Linked DNA regions of Mus musculus: all the other regions are linked to region 3. A link is a contact called in public promoter capture Hi-C data. All regions are on one chromosome and are shown on one strand. The core of a region is the stretch at or near the end of the contact, and the rest is flanking DNA. Distances in the headings are between cores, read along the strand shown. Region 1 holds the start of C1galt1c1 (C1GALT1-specific chaperone 1). Region 2 holds the start of Rhox11-ps2 (reproductive homeobox 11, pseudogene 2). Region 3 holds the start of Tmem255a (transmembrane protein 255A).

The links. Promoter capture Hi-C pulls out the DNA fragments that hold promoters and counts their contacts.
Region 1: a promoter capture Hi-C map of pre-B cells shows a contact between it and region 3. The contact joins the promoter of C1galt1c1 here to the promoter of Tmem255a in region 3. A contact is called at or near these places in 9 of 39 promoter capture datasets (the 3T3-L1 cell line, the C10 cell line, cranial neural crest and 5 more), 1 of 484 Hi-C or Micro-C datasets (embryonic stem cells) and 3 of 115 datasets of contacts at active chromatin or transcription factors (the 230-238 cell line, astrocytes and embryonic stem cells).
Region 2: a promoter capture Hi-C map of stem cell-derived epiblast-like cells shows a contact between it and region 3, with 5 times the contacts expected there. The contact joins the promoter of Rhox11-ps2 here to the promoter of Tmem255a in region 3. A contact is called at or near these places in 1 of 39 promoter capture datasets (stem cell-derived epiblast-like cells) and 1 of 9 other capture datasets (pancreatic islet).

Annotation. Positions count from the first base shown.
Region 1 is chrX:38,633,881-38,636,580 of GRCm38.p6, forward strand. C1galt1c1 (C1GALT1-specific chaperone 1) reads right to left here and starts at 1,263. Exons shown (of 2, transcript NM_021550.3): 1 at 1,098-1,263. Gm52440 (a long non-coding RNA gene) reads left to right here and starts at 1,408. Exons shown (of 2, transcript XR_003953098.1): 1 at 1,408-1,549.
Region 2 is chrX:37,944,249-37,946,948 of GRCm38.p6, forward strand. Rhox11-ps2 (reproductive homeobox 11, pseudogene 2) reads right to left here and starts at 1,416. Exons shown (of 3, transcript NR_164362.1): 1 at 990-1,416.
Region 3 is chrX:38,251,174-38,253,873 of GRCm38.p6, forward strand. It overlaps Tmem255a (transmembrane protein 255A), which reads right to left and starts at 1,308. Exons shown (of 10, transcript NM_172930.4): 1 at 1,071-1,308. The coding sequence starts at 1,128.

The DNA.
Region 1 (2,700 bases), core at 13-2,512, 380 kb after region 3:
CACAAAGGCTATCAGTGGTAGAAGTGACCTATAAACGCGACATGTGGATCTAGTAAACATAATTGATGCTTGCACCAAATTTTCCCATAATGCTACAAGGATACTACACTGACCCTGTCTCCCCCCTTCCTGTCCCCTTTTCTAAGATGTGAGATAGGGTTTCACTATGTATCTCCAGCTGATCTTGAACTTGTGATCCTCTCGTTTCATTTGTCCATGTGCTGGTATTACTTGTGTGTGGCAACACTTCTGGCTCCTATTGTTTTCTTATAAAAGAAATGAACTTTGACTTTTACCACAAAGACAGCTGTTTGAAGGACAGGTGCAGTTTCTAAGAGTGTGTGGGGAAGTGGGTGGGGGAAGGCAAGATGGTAGTTTCCCTCTGTAATCCAGAGAACTTGGTCAATAAACACTTCCCATAGGAAAGGAGAAAGAACAGAAAAGCTATGCCTCAAAACAGCATTGTAAAGTTCACCTTTATATTACTTGTTATAATTGCAGTTCTTATCACATGATCATTATTTCTGGCCAATACTCAACAATCCAGACAAGTACCTTCATATGATTTTGTGTCAAAAATTTCCAGAATTTTTCCTCCTAACGGCAAAAATACTATTAAAACTCAAAACGTCTACTAATTCTACACAAAATTATTTGTACAAATTATCCTAACATTTTTTTTTCTCCGCTGAGGAATTAAAAAAAAAAAAGTAACACCAACAATCCGCACGATGGGATATTTTTGTACAGAGGAGGGAACTTAAAACGCACACACAAGAGAAAGCAGAAAGTATGTTTTTGCGACAAACTTTCTTTCTTTTTCTGTTTTTAGAAGGAGAAAGTGGATGGAGATCAAAATGGAGACTGGGTACCAGGATGGATATCAGTGTCCCACTGAAGGGCCAAGGGAGAAGCTCTCGGAAGGCTGCTTTCCCCACTCCCGCTGGGTCCTCCCGCCGCACCTGCCAAGGCATCCCTAGTGGAGCATGCTGGGAACGGGCTAGGGCCCAGGCTAGGGCCCTGGCCTTCCCAGGGGAGGGAGGGAAGCAGTAGCTCTGGGTTGTGCTTGAAGTGGGGGCCGAGGTTTTGGCACTCACCGCATCTAGAACGGCTCCAGGGCAGGAAAGCGCTGCCTCACGAGGCTTGGACGTGAGAGGTCCAAGGCCCACTCTGTTACGCTCGGAACCAGGCTGCTCTAGACGCAGGCGGTATCCTCTCGTTGGTGTCATTAATGACGGAGCAACAGAGGAAGCTGACGAGGGTGGGGGCGGGGCGGGGCGGGGTGGGGCGGGGCGAGAGCTGGGAACGGCGTGGGGGGCGGGCTCCGTGAGACTCGGAAAGGGCCCGCCCCGACATGCTCAGCTGTACCCAATGGGATGCCCCGAGGGGCGTGCGTGTTTTAAGGCCCGCCCACGCTCCCTTCCTCGGTCTGCCTACGGGCGTGGAAACTGCCGGAGTGCGGAAGAGAGCTGCTGCTTACCTGATGTAGATTTCTAGATCATTCCTCTAACCTACTCTAATGTGTTGGTACCCTTGTGGTGACAAGAAGGTAATTCCTCCCAGTATTCCTGGCCTGGAACCAAAATGCAAGTCATTGAAATTGTCATCGCTTTGGGGAGCAAGAATTGGCTGTGGTTACACGGGTGGTAGGTTTCGAAGCCACATAGCCTAGAAGTGATCCTTCAGCCAAGTGCTTTGCTATCCTGGAGAAGTGACTTCATTTTCACGCTGCCTCTGTTCCTTCCTTTGTTGTGTTTGGAAAATATCTCACAGGTTATCAGTTAGTGTACATAACTCCCCTAGCAAAAGGTGAAGTGTAAAGTAAGCATTCAGTAAATGTTGGTTCTGTGTATTCCACCCTGTATTGCTAGCAGATAGTGCCAGGATGCAATAAGCAAATATTTGAGGAGTTAATGAGTGTTAGAAATACAGATGGAGAACCAAGCCCAGTACAGGATAAGGGGTGCTTTCAAAGGGCTAGCCAATAAGTCAAATGCAGAGTTGAGTGTAGACTCCAGGTCAAAGTAGGACTACAGAACCCCCCAATAAATACCTAGTCTCATTTTTTTTGTTTGTTTTGTTTTTTGTTTTTTCGAGACAGGATTTCTCTGTATAGCCCTGGCTGTCCTGGAACTCACATTATTATTATTATTATTAACAGAAATTATTATTCTGTAGACCAGGCTGGCCTCAAACTCGGAAATCCACCTGCCTCTGCCTCCAAAGTGCTGGGGTTAAAGGCATGCACCACCACTAGCCGGCATACCTAGTCTCTTGAAGTGCTCTTTTGTAGCTGGTGCTATTCGGTCACACTTGTAATGCCAACACTAGGGAGGCCAAGGTAGAAGGACTAGCAGTTAAAGGCCAGCCTTATAGCTATTCAAAAGGTTCTGTCACTAGATTTGGTTCGGGGAACACCGAGAAGTGACTTGGGCCTGAATTCCTGGAAACTCATACATTTGAGTGGTGACTGGCAATGCCTTAAGTACAATGGAAAGTTCAGGAAGTCTTGTAATGACATCTAGATTGCAAGAAATTACTATTCTGGCAGTAGTATCTTAATCGGGGTGTCATATTCCTGACAAACCTTGCTTTTCTTTTTTTGGGGGGTGGCATGTTTGTGTTTGAGCTAAACACATTCCCAGTGTTCAGTGCTGTTTACAAGGCAAAGACAAATGGAGTGGTTCTGTCTGTGTCCTG
Region 2 (2,700 bases), core at 166-2,665, 310 kb before region 3:
TGGCCAAGCCTAACCAATGAGTGTGATCCCTACCACACAGACTGTGGGAGAGAAGCTGGCTCACTCAATTTGGTTTCTGACCTTCATTCGTGCTGCCCACATGTATACATGCACACAAAGTAACTAAGTCATTCTGTCTAATCATGCACAACAACCCACCCAGATCTCCTTCCACAGAGGGTGATAAAAGAAAAACACACATTTTCTATGCAAAGGTGCCTTAAGAACATTATTTGGCCTTGGGAAAGCAGAAATTCTGCTCCATGCTTGAGCATCACGATGGACCTTGAGGACATTAGCCTAAGTGAAACATAATCAAAAGCCAAGAAAAGGGTAGATTATGGGTCAAACATCTCTTTAAGTGGTCCCTCATGTGAAGTATCCAAATAAGTCAGATTTAGAGAATGAAATTTTAGAATAGAGGTAGTTGGGGATCAGGGGAAGAAATGGAAGATATTTAAAGGGGACACAGGATTTTGGTTTGTCAACACAAGGAGTTTTCTGATTTCCCAAAGCAACTTGAAAATACTCCATGATGCTGAATTCAGAATTAGAAACATTTAGACCAAGAGTGTTAGGTTTTTATGTTTTAGGACTATTCTAAAGTTAAAGCAAACAAAGCAAGTGACCAATGATCATTTTGTAAACTTGCTTTACACACAAAAATGCTTTTTACACAAAAAAATCTTTGACTTTGGTTCCCACAAGGTATCCTGCCCACTCCCACCAGTAGGGAAGAGAGTCAAGACCAGCAGGCACAACTGAAATTTCAGCTGCTTGAGGAGGCTGAGGCAGAAGCATCAGCCATTTAAAAACTGGCTGGGCTAGAGTACAGTTCAGGCAGCATACATCGCTCATGTACAGAACCTGTCTGTGGCTGGAGCTCTAGGTTTGGTCTTTAGGACACAAATAAAATAACTAAGGAGAGTCAGGAAGGAGGAACAGAACCTAAAGCCCTAAAAGAGCTGCTAAGTAAGTCACATACATACCTTTGGAGTGTATCGGGGCATTGAGTTTCTTCAAAAATTCTGTCTAGTTCAAGTAGTTGTTCAGGAGTGAACTTGTACTGCTTTCGGCAATACTTGGTTGGCTTTCGAAAAACAGGCTCCTCCTCCTCCTCTTCTTGTGCAGGCTCAAGGGGTTTCCTACAGGTGTCGCTCTTCATTGGACGGTTGTAGTTGTGGTCCAACACAGCGTTTATGTAGCTCAGTCCCTTCAGGATTCCTACAACTTCTTCAGTGTGGCTATCATCTGTTGTTGCTAACCTCCGTTGCTGGATTTCAGATGCTACTTCTTCTTCATAAAAGTCCACACCGTACTTGTCAACATCGAAGTAGTATTTCTTATATGCCATGGGTGGAGCTCTGCCGAAGTCACTGGACCCTGGAGTTCAGGAGGCTTTGAGTCTCCGAGTGTGGAAGTAAGCCGTTTCGAATGTTCTAAGCAATGGCGTGCTAGATTATTTAACGTAACTCATTGGCTCTAGGCTAACGGCTGGGGGTGGAGCTCCGCGTTGGCGGGAAGAAAAGAGTGAGGTGTGGCAAATGGGCAGCTTGGAGCAGAATGGTACCTTTTGGACACATTTGAGCTACAAGTTGTACCTGAGCAGTTCCTTGGTCTCCAGATCTGATGAGGGTAGAAAGCTTGACGCGAAAGCTTACTTGCTAGTGAGTCCGGTTGTCCCCATGGTCATCTTGAAAAATCTAACTTTGAAAAGATTAAAATTATTGTATTTTTATTTCTGTGTGTATGTGTGTGTGTGTGTCTGTATGACATGTGGAGGTCAGAGGACAATTTGGATGAATCTGTTTTCTCCCTCTACCACGTGGGTCCCAGGGATTAAACTCAGGTTGTCAGGCTCAGTCACAAGCACTTTTTACCCATCCAGCTTTCCCACTGGGCCAGCATTTTCATTTTTCGAATCTTCTCCAGAATCCATATGTAACATTTTACCCAGCGGTGATGGCAATCCAAAATGCACAAAATGCAGACACTGCACGGAGCCCAGCCTTCAAAATTCAGAGCTCACTAGAATCCTCCTCCTCCTGTTTTTTGGTTTTTGGTTTTTTTTTAGTGCTGGAGTTCAGCACATGCTCAGCAAACCCTCTACCACCAATCTACAAATATAGAACCCTTCAGACTCATGTTAAAGACGTGCACACAATAAAAGACCTTGTGTCCGAGAGCACTTGCCTGGCGTGGTTGAGAGGACTTTGTGATTGAATTCGAACATTGCAACAAAAAATGTATAACTCTACATAAAAGATACTTTTTGTTGTTGTTCTGAGTAGAAAAACCTAATCGGAGGGCTGTTCCTGCCAGGGCTGTTCTTGCCAGTCTGTTGATTTTTGACTCCTCCTTCTGCTCCTCCAGGACCAATCCCCAGTCTCATCCCCAGCTATGTGGCAGAGAACACCTGCTGCTGTCTCCCTTCCTCTCTGACCCCATCCTGAGTGGAGCACAAAGATCACCTCCAACCTCCACGCTCCCCTCCCCGCAACTCATCCCATTATCCCAGCCTCTAGCACCCACGGGCCTTCCCTGGGAACACACCAGCTGAGGAGGCCAGGGAAAAAGGGCCACAAAAAAATTTCCTGCCTGCCAGCACACTTTTCTAAAGTCCAGGGAAGGAGCACAAGTGAAGGAACAAAACAGTCACCCACCAGACACAAAACTAGATACCTGCACTTAGACCTAAAA
Region 3 (2,700 bases), core at 58-2,557:
ATTGTTTTGTTTTGTTTCGTTTTGTTTTTTATTTCTTAAAATTCGTTTGTAGCTACCGAAAAGCACCCTCGAGGGGCCTCCAAGTTGGTGCAAGACGGTAGCGGACCTCTAGATTTTAGGAAGGTGTTGAAAGGTGCCCCTCCCCCTTCATTCCGCTGAAGAGGAAAGCGCGACTTCAGAAGATGCGCGGGCTTGCGCTGGATCCTATTTTTCTAGTGCTCTCACCACCACCACCCCCCACCTCTCTCTCTCTCTCTCTCTCTCTCTCTCTCTCTCTCTCTCTCTCTCTCTCTCTCTCTCTCTCTCTCTCTCTCTCTCTCTGCGTTTGGAGTAGAATAGAAATCAAATTCAAGGACTGATCATTCTGCTACGTATGTCCAGGCTGTGCTGTCTTGAGTGATTCCCCAGGATTTCCCGTCCTGCCAGCATACCCTTTCTTCTACCCCCATTCCCTTGAGTAGCACCCCACCACCACCACCCCACCCCACACACCGGGTCTGCGAAGTGTAAATCAGCTCCCGGACCACTGCAGGTCTGAATTTCAAGATATCACCTAGAGTGAGTGAGTGTGTGTGTGTGTGTGTGTGTGTGTGTGTGTGTGTGTGTGTGTGAGTGTTGGGGGGGGGTAAGATCCTGCTTCTTCTAATTATCATTAGTCGTGATCTTAGAAGTGATGTGGACTTTGCAAAGAAGGAGCGTCGAATCGAAAGCAAAGGCACAGGTTTGGAGGAAGTGTTTTGATGCCCAGACAGCTGAGATTTACCACAGCTGCAAGTCTGTACACACACACACACACACACACACACACACACACACACACACACTCACATGCACTCCGGGCTAGGTAAGGCTACTCCAACCCTAGCTTGGCGCTCCAATCTCAAGCGCGTCACACTTGTCACAGCTGGGCCGCTCCCTTGGGGCTCTGGTCCACCTTCCAGATACTCGAGTTTGTGGACCCCCATCCCGGTTGCCCTCTCTCTGGCTGGCACTGGGGCAGGCAGGAGCTGGCTGTCCTGGGGACAACGCACTTACCCCCTTACTGCTGCCTCCCAGAGGACAGGACTTACCCATGGAATCGGGAAGGGACATGTCGCTGGACCGCTGCTGAGTCAGGGACTGATGCATGGTGAAAGCTGTCCAGTTGCCCCTGTCCCCGAAGCTGCTTCAAGAGCCCCTGGCTCAGGGCGCCCCGCAGAGCATCCTACTCTGCCGCTGCCTCTCTCGGTCTTCCCTAGCGCTGAGAGGGACTGACTGCCTCGGGTTGAGAGCTGCAGCCCAAGTGCCGCCTCCCCCTCCCTCCCCCTCTTCTCCCTCCCTCCTCTTCTGCCTCCCTCTGCTCCGGGAGGCAGCAGCATTGGCGTCCATGCAGCAGCGTGCGCTTGCGCAAGACCCCCCCTTTCTTCCTCCCCCCTCGGCCTCCCCATCCTAGTTATCCACCTCCCAGCCTGCCAGACAGGGAGACCGTTTCGCCCCTTGGGGCCAAAGCTGCGCAGAGAGAAAAAGGAGGCTTCAGCCTGAGGCCAAGGGGCCTTCTCCCAGTTTGAACAGAAGGTCTTGGGCGATCATCTTTTCTTTTACAAGATTCATAATTGGGGAGGGGGACAGAGTTAGAGGTTCGGAGCTGGAGAATGCACACAGTGACACAGACAGACAGGCACACACACACACACACACACACACACACACACACACACACACTTGTTCAGGTCTGATCTTACAGCTTCCAGAATAACATAATGGAGCTGGAGACAGTCCAGAAAAGGGCCACTCTATAATCAAAAGGATGGTAGTGGTTGGAGGGGGGGCAGAATGCCTTATGAAGATAGATTAAACAAATGCGCACTCTTTAGTCTAGAACGATGAAGGCTGAGAAGGGATGTGACCGGAGTGTATAAAATTATACAGTTAGAGACAGAGAACACAGCCTTATTCATCACAACTGATAATTTGAAAAGCAACAACCCCCCCCAAGAGTTATAAGGAGGTTCAGCTAAAGAAAACATGACACTCTATCAGTACCCCAGTTTGTATTTTTGTTCCAGGAGATTTTATATCAAGATAGGCTTTTTTAGACCATAGCAGCCGTGTAAGGGAGAAAAAGGAATGATCCATAGACCCATTTTGCAGATGAAGAAACTGAGTATCAGTTGAAACTCTCCATGCCTTTGCAGCTACTAAATTACAGAGGTGAGATGCAAACCTGGATATCAAATGCTCTTGCTAAGGAGGCAGGCTCTGTGGCCCTGCTTGCACAACTCCTAATTTAGGTTGTGAAGGCCTAGCCTTTAAGGGCTGAGACATCTCTCCAGCCCTGCTTCCACAACTCAATCCAAGCTAAGTGTAAAATTGTCCAGACAGGCTAGGGGGAGGGGGTCAATATACAAAGCATCTGTTTGGCAAGCCCGAGGTCTGAGTCCCATGCCCCTGCACCCAAGTGAAAAATCAGGTGCAACAGCACTTATTTGTAATCCCAGCCTTGGGGAGGCAAACACAGGAGGATTCCCCAGGGGTGCTGGCCAGTTCCAGGTCCAATGCGGAGATGCTGTCTCACAAAATAAGGTGGAGAGAGTGGTTAAGGACCACCCCTGACATCTACCTCTCATCTCGACAAACACACATGTTCATACATGTGCGCACCCGGGAGCGGCGCGCGCGCGCGCACACACACACACACACCCCTCCTGACTTGACCGTGAA